Regions from separate parts of the Pan troglodytes genome. Here region 1 is linked to region 2. The links are chromatin contacts, called in public Hi-C maps. All regions are on one chromosome and are shown on one strand. Each heading gives the region's core, a stretch centred on a gene start, on an enhancer-like site or on the middle of the called end of the contact. The rest is flanking DNA. Distances are from core to core; before and after follow the strand shown. Region 1 has its middle 330 kb from the start of BTBD3. Region 2 has its middle 540 kb from the start of JAG1.

The links. A called contact is a pair of places that touch in the nucleus more often than the background predicts.
Region 1: a contact with region 2 is called in a Hi-C map of stem cell-derived neural progenitor cells, with 5 times the contacts expected there. The contact joins two enhancer-like sites. A contact is called at or near these places in 2 of 7 Hi-C or Micro-C datasets (induced pluripotent stem cells and stem cell-derived neural progenitor cells).

Annotation. Positions count from the first base shown.
Region 1 is chr21:18,067,851-18,071,985 of NHGRI_mPanTro3-v2.0_pri, forward strand. No RefSeq gene overlaps it. Among named protein-coding and RNA genes, the nearest start is that of BTBD3, 330 kb to the right of the region's middle. Within about 2 kb of position 2,806, at least 6 of the 24 cell types and tissues checked have an H3K27ac peak or open chromatin away from gene starts, as enhancers often do. A contact at or near this core is called in stem cell-derived neural progenitor cells, where this site is marked.
Region 2 is chr21:17,722,237-17,726,154 of NHGRI_mPanTro3-v2.0_pri, forward strand. No RefSeq gene overlaps it. Among named protein-coding and RNA genes, the nearest start is that of JAG1, 540 kb to the left of the region's middle. Within about 2 kb of position 2,110, at least 1 of the 24 cell types and tissues checked has an H3K27ac peak or open chromatin away from gene starts, as enhancers often do. A contact at or near this core is called in stem cell-derived neural progenitor cells, where this site is marked.

The DNA.
Region 1 (4,135 bases), core at 1,556-4,055, 350 kb after region 2:
AGTCCTCTGAATGAGCTTGCTGTGGCCTGCCCCTTACCTTCTCATAAATTGTTAATATAGGCAGTAGGAAAAGTACACACAGAACGGTTTAGAGGGAGAAGGGAGGACTCTGGGAAATTTACTAAAAAATTAATGGATCTCCGTCTGGTGCAGTAAAGGCAATTCTTGATTGTTTGCACCAATGCAGTGAGCAGATTATCAAGGCACAGACAAGGTTTCCTTAGTCCGAAACATAGAGAACTCCGGAGGCCCTTATCAAAACCATTTCCCTCCTGGTTTAGCGACTGATTATGGCTTTAACTGCATTATCTCCATCAGCAACGGCAGGCCAAGCTGCTGCTAGGAGCAAAAGCTAAGGCTGGTTTTCCTGCAAAGCAGAAATACTTGTCATTTCACAGGGGCCTGGTATCTGAGTCTCATTCAGCCATCTTGTTTCCTCTGAGGCCCAGGCTGTATGGACCTGGGCTTATTACTGGGCTTATTTGTGTTTTGGTTTGAGAATAGGATTGAGCGTGTGGTAATCAGATGATGCTCTCTGCAAACCGCCTGGGGCAGAGCAGCTAGAGTTCTGAGGGAAGCCTCCAGCTTCATCCTTCGGGAACTCCCCTTAAGTCCCGTAGCTCCCTCCCTGCTCCTACCTTTGGCCTGAGAATTCTCATGCTGCTCCTTAGAATTCTAAAGACTCATGATGTCTGGCACTCTGCTAGGCTGGACCTTCACTTTTGAGACGGATTCAAAGGTAAATTTTGTTTTGTTTTGTTTTGTTGATATGGAGTCTCACTCTGTCGCCCAGGCTGGAGTGCAGTGGCGCAATCTCGGCTCACCGCAAGCTCCGCCTCACCGCAAGCTCCGCCTCACCGCAAGCTCCGCCTCACCGCAAGCTCCGCCTCACCGCAAGCTCCGCCTCACCGCAAGCTCCGCCTCACCGCAAGCTCCGCCTCCCGGGTTCACGCCATTCTGCTGCCTCAGCTTCCCGGGTAGTTGGGACTACAGGTGCCCGCCACCACGCCCGGCTAACTTTTGTATTTTTAGTAGAGACGAGGTTTCACCTTGTTAGCCAGGAAGGTCTTGATTTCCTGACCTCGTGATCCGCCTGCCTCGGCCTCCCAAAGTGCTGGGATAAAGGCAAATGTTTTAACCAAAAGGAGTAACTCTGTAAGGGTTCCATGTGAGACACTGTGGTATCTTGTAGGTGGAGAAAATTTTATGATATGAGAAGAATAAGCTGCGAATTCTTCTTCTTTTCACATTACCAGAGATACATGTTTTCTCTCTTATTTTAATAAGTCTTATTTTAATAATAAAATTGTAATTGCAAGCCACCTCTAAAGTCTATACATGTCTTATTAGTCATTTTATTTATTTATTTTTTTAATGCTCAAGGGGTTGTTTTGATACAGACACGTGGGATACCAGAATGCCTTTATTTTGCAGAAGAACAAACTGAGGCTGGAAACAGAACTATGCAAAATGATGACTTAAAACATGAATACTTACATGTTTATACGTGTCTTTTTAATAGAAATAGCCATTAAAATCTAGGGGAAAATTACAGAGAAATTCAGAAATAAATGAACCAGAACATCACCCCCAGGTATTTCTGCTATGGACTTATCGATGAATTTTCTTCCAGTCATATTGTCTATGAATTTGTTTTAATTTGTGGTGTTTTGCATTCATACTATTTGCACAATTTTTTATCTTTGTGTTTTTAATGTTATGAACATAAACACGTCAATTACTTGTTTTCACAACAAAGTATTTCCATGAATGAACATGCCTTTGTATGCTAGACAGTTTCCTGGATTTTTAACCTTTAGATGTTTTCTGGTGTCACATTAATATAATACTGTGTCCAAAATCTTTGTACCTTTTTTGCTTTAAAAAAAAACTAGTTAAATTAGTCAACCAATGTTCTGAAGAATATTGTTAGATTCAAACTTTTAAAGTATGTTTGGAAGTTAGTTTTAGATGAGTTGCTTCGAAAATATCTACGTTTTTACCTTGCTTTAGTTTTTTTTCCTTATGTAAGCATATCTAGTTTACATTTTCACAAACAGATATTAGAGGTGTGTTGTTTTATTAACTGTTTAAAAGTCTGTCCAGTATATTCAATGAAGACATCAATCAGAATAAAATTACAAGCTAAAAATAATTCTGAAACCTTTCTTTATAAAATGGTTATCATGTATGTCATCTATGTTGTTGTGTTTGTAAATACCTATGCTAAGTGGATGGGCATAGCTCACCCAATAACCGAAAAGATATTTTGTGGGGACACAAGGACCCTTCTTTTAGGTACAGAAACTGCAACAAGCTATATAGTGGAGCTAAACTTAGGCATACAACAGCCTTTCCAAGAATTTGTGGCACAAAGCAGACAGGAATATTCTACACACACACACACACACACACACACACACACACACACACACACACATTCTGCTTCCTGTCTCTGACTTTCTAACTTGACCTTACTTACTTGCAAACTTGGAAATACAGGCATTCTCTCTCTCTCTCTCATAGAGTCATGATTCTCAAACATTAAAATAGCTTAAAAATTAACATATCTTAATGTCATCTTAAAGAGTGAGGAAATATTTAGCGATCCTGTGAACAATTTTTATTTTCTGTAAACTTCCCCAATCCTCACATTTACCTTCCTAGGTAACTATGTGCTTGACTTATATTATTTATTTTTTCTGCATTCTTTGTAGCCCTTTCTTTCCCCCCATGGACAACTGTGTGTCCCAGCATTACAATACATGTGTGGACAAAGAAGCTTTCTGTCCAGAGAGAAATTAAACATTCCAGTGGCTTTTCTCACCAAGTCCTGACACAGAGTGACCCTTGGCATCTCATTTGTGGGCGAGCGTTGAAGATGGTGGAGAGATAACCTGAAGCAAATCTCAGCCTGTTGTTCAGGCTGCCTTGGGCAGTCCAGAGAAGAACAACATTTAGAACATTTATGACCTGTAAAATTTATCCTCTAGGGTTGAGCCCACAATTTTTGGCCAATAATTATATGTGAGAGTAAAATATAAGGGACATATCTTGGAAGCAGTATTGCTGAGTACTTCAGAAATGAATGACTATTTTAATCAACCTACCTACATTTGGGCGATTATCCAAACTATTTGGCTTTTTACTCCTCTCCCCTTCCAAACTTACCCTCCTAAAAAATGTTTGAGAGTTAATAAAACGATGTATTTAGAGCCCTTAAGCCCTAGTTCACCTTGGTTTTTTTTTTCTTAGTTACCTTCGTGATTACTTCTAATTCTGCCCTGAGGTGCAAATTTGATTCCATTCAAAGGAAAAGGAAACCAAAACAAACAACAAATAAAAAGTAACTGAGGAGTGTCTCCAAAAACTACTGAAAACCTAGTTTACCTACAGTTCAAATATGATCCACTCTCGCCATCTGCTGGCTGTATTTTTGATTTTTTAAAAGGGAAGTACTGGCACAGACACATGGGCTAACGTTATTGTGTTTTGTTGTGTTGTGAATATGTGTGGGGAAGCTGGGCACTAAACCGTCCAACATTCAAATTCAGTATGTTTTTGAGCACCTATATTTAGCTGAGTCTCCCTAGTTTATAATTTGGTGGAGGGTTTTATACGTAGAGAATCATCACAGTCAAGACGAAGTAGAGACTGGGACCAACGGCTGCATCCGTCAGGGAGAACTTCTGTCAAAGAATAACGCACAGACACTGGGTCTCAGAAAGTGGCTGTCTCTGAGGACTCAGCGTGTTTCTTCTCTTTGATGAAACTAATGATGACTCAACTCCATGGATCTAATTGTCTCCCTCTAGAATTACCTTTTCTGAGTGTTCAGGGCTCCCTGATGGTTTTGGGTTTGTTTGTTTGTTTGTTTGTTTTTTGAGATGAAGTTTTGTTCTTGTTGCCCAGGCTGGAGTGCAATGACGCGATCTCGGCTCACTGCAACCTCTGCCTCCCGGTTTCAAGTGATTCTCCTGCCTCAGCCTCCCGACTAGCTGGGATTACAGGCGCAAGCCACCATGCTTGGCTAACTTTTGTATTTTTAGTTAAGACTGGGTTTCACCACGTTGGCCAGGCTGGTCTCGAACTCCTAACCTCAGGAGATCTGCCCACCTTGGTCTCCTAAAGTGCT
Region 2 (3,918 bases), core at 860-3,359:
TTTCAGGAATTGAAAGAACAAACCAATCAAAAATAACCACTCAGAATTTTAGCATATTATCTTGCTCAGTAGTTAATAGAATTGCAAGGAAAAATCAATACAGTAAAAAAGAGGCTGAAATGCACAAACTAGGTATTTGTATTAGTCTGTTCTTGCATTGCTATAAAGAAATACCAGGAACTGGGTAATTTATAAGCAAAGAGGTTTAATTGGCTCACAGTTCTACAGGTTGTACAGGAAGCATAGCACAGCATCTGCTTTTGGGGAGGCCTTAGGAAGCTTACAATCATGGTGGAAGGCGATGGGGGAGCAGGTGTCTTACATGGTAGGAGGAGGAGCAAGAGAAGTCGGAGCCACCACACACTTAAATGACCAGATCTCAGGAGATCTCATTATCATGAGGACAGCACCAAGTCATGTGGGTCCCACTCCCATGATCCAGTCACCTCCCACCAGGCCCCTCCTCCAACACTGGGGATTACAATTCGACATGAAATGTGGGGGAGGACAAATATTCAAATGATATCTGCATTCATTACAAGGAGTTACTAAACTTTCACAAAGTAGAATAAAGTAGTTCAAATGATAAAAATAGGGCAGAGAAGATAAACATTGCCAAAATTTTGGTTCATTGAAAAGACAAAATTTTAAAACATCTAGAAAATTAATGTTAAGAAAAGGAAAAAAAAGAAAGCCCAAATAATCAAAATCAGGAAGACAAGGAGGCCATCACATACATAATGCAGACATTGTTAAGATATTACGAACACTCTTGCAAATAAAATGGAAATTTCAGAAAAAACTTGAAAACAATCTTAGAAAAATATAACCTGACTCATCTTACTACTTTTGTATACACTTAATGGGAACCTACAGTGGTTTAAATTTTAGAAACAATTGTAAAAGGCCTTAAATATATTCATATACTTTTACTTCATAGTCTCAATTCTCGGTAAGTTTGCAAAGGAATTATGTCTAAATGCAAACAATAACAACAGCGACCTTGACATACAAACACATTCCGCATAGTTACTTACTCAAAAAAGAAAACTGGGCCAAATCAAGTGTGAAACTACTGATGAACAGCTAAAAAAATGGAGACAAGTGGGCCAAAACATCGTGTTTTTTTAATCCACTTTTTTGAAAAATGAGAAATCTATTTTTATTTCATTTTGTTTATATTTGGGCATATACTATAAATGTCCAGCAACAAAGACATTAATTAAATAAGTAATAGAAATATACTATGAAATACAATGAAATCTTTAGAGATGATTGTGTAAAAGTCTTTTTATATTTTGGGGACTCTAGCCCATTTCCATAAATTATCTTAATCCTATAAGAGGAAAATACAGAACCAGTAGGGAAAAAAGAACAAGATCATGGCAAGCTGAAAAGGCACAAAACTTCACTAAATCAAGTCAGGATTCAAAGAGAAAAATCTAGCTTTATAGGGAAGCAGTATTAATAATAGTAAAACCCCAATCGTCCATTGTAAAGCTTAAGACAAGGCTTCACATTTCAGCAGGTAGAATTATTACCACCCTGGGGACTCACGACCACAAGTCCATCTGTGATCAAAGCAACTCAGTTCCAAGTTTCACTGGATTTGGTGGTGATGTTCCTGATAGGCCTTATTTATCAGTTCTATGGTGACCATTAAAAAAAAAAAACTCTCACACACACTACACAATATTTTAAAAATTGAAGTCCATTTTATAATCAATAAGCACACTTAATGCAATGCTATTTTTCATTATTACTAGGTTGATAGTTTATCTTAAAGTTTAAGGCATCTTATTGTCAAGGAACCATAGTGTTTCCAGGGTTCTTCAGACTAGCTCAGGAACTGTGCCTATGGGTGACACCTGGCATTAGAGTTAGCAAAGACGACTTAAAAGCATTGGAAGGGAAAGGAGACCAGAAGAGAAACTGTAGATCATAACACAATCGAGTTATTAACAAAGATTACTTCCAGGTCTCAAAAGCTTGTGCTCTACTATGAGAGACAGGCTAAGAACAGTGACAAACCCTAGAATATCCTCCAGCAAATACTAGGAAGTTGGTTCGTAAGACCACTTTCCCAACTGCTACGCCCTCTGTTGGTAGGCACAGTTGATGAGTCTGACCTCACACAGAGTTTTGCTTCTGTCTTTCAAAGTCTGCAGGTTGGAAGGTGTAAAGCTGTGGAGTTTCACTGCCAAGTTCTGTGGCACAGGCTATATACTCTAAGAATTTAGAGGCAAGATATTGAAAAGGACTAAGGAAGGATTAATGAGTTAGAGTTGGGGCTTAAAGAATTTCAACAGGTAAAAAGAGGGCTTTTCCAGGGCTAATAAACATGGAACTTGAGAGGGGAAGAAGGAAGGTGCATTTTCGGCATAGTGTTTCTTCTGGAGCATTTCCTTATTCAGCTCTGGAAGTTCTTCTTTGGCTAAACCGGAATTGCAAAGGCAAGAATCTACTTGGAAATAATTGGAATATGACAATATATTTCTCTCTGCTTCTCCCTCCTGACACAGAATTGGAGCCTAAGCCTCTTTGAGACTTTTCAGTCAAAGCTGGATTTTCATGCTAACGTATCTTAACCATACAGGCCCATTCCACATCTTGCAAATCTTGTGCCAGAAAAGGATTTCCACTGCCTTGCAAAGCTGTCCTGGCACAAACAGACCTCTGCGGGCATAGAACAGAATGAGCACAGAAAGACTACACAGCTTCCTGTGCTTGACAGGGTAGGAAGGAGGCTCTGCGCTATTCCCCTCGGGGGAAGAATCCCACACACTAAGTATAATTTCCAGGCAAGTTGAGTAATGGGGCAAAATTAAATTGGACTCTCCTTCTGTCTTAAACCTAATTAATCTTCCTCTACCATGCATTTACTCCACTAAAATATGGCATTAAAATTCCAGCACTTTAGTTTGCACTTTCCAGCAGCTTTCTATAAGGAGTAGTAACCTGATCTACTAGTTCATGAAATCCTAATATGGAAAAATTTAGAAAAGTGAAAGGGTTGGTTCTCAGCAAATAAATAAGATATTGACTTAGGAATTTTAGATCCCAACAGTAGAAAAGCAGTGCCCCAGAGATATAAGTATTGTTATTATTATTACTTTGTTGTGTGATCTTGAGTCTAAGAAATCTATCATGTTAGTTGTTAGTGTAATTACATGCTTTGTGAGCATACTCCTTGCTAAGGATTTGTGGAAACAGAACTCCCTAATCTATAACTGTTAGTAACTCATATTTATTTTGAATTTGTTCTGGCTTCTGTTTTTCACATATTTAAGTGTCAGATTTGCTGTTGTGTGCTAGGAAAAAAAATGTTTACTTCAAAATCAAAATCAACCATATTTTGATTTCAATGTACATCACAGCTTCAGGGTAGAAGTGCCCAGGATTGAGATGGTTGAACAAGGGTATATTTTCCACCTGCCTTAAAACTTAATTACAACTAGAATCTTTTCTTCCCCCTTAAGTGAGTAAATCCCAGACCAAACCTCTCTTGTATTTACTTGTTTTGTCCATGCTAAGACTACAAAAAGAGAAAACATATTCTGGCAACAGTTATCCTAAGAGAGAAAAATTGCAAAATACCTAGCATGTTGAAACATTTAGAAATATACCACAAATATTCATGTTTATGAGTTGCTTATATGTGCATTTATATATATATGCATATATTATTATGATAGCTTAATAGGAAAGATTCCTGCATATTATAAAACTTAGATTTATCACCAACTCTAGTTTTATGACATTGACTAGAAAGGAAGGACCAGAAATAATGGTTCTCTTTAGCTTTAGATTGGATGATTTTTACTATTTATGTATATTTTATTTGATTGGCATAATATAGTGGAGCACATGAGCAGGTCATGTACATAATTCTCTTTTTTTTCCCTGAAGGCCAAGCAT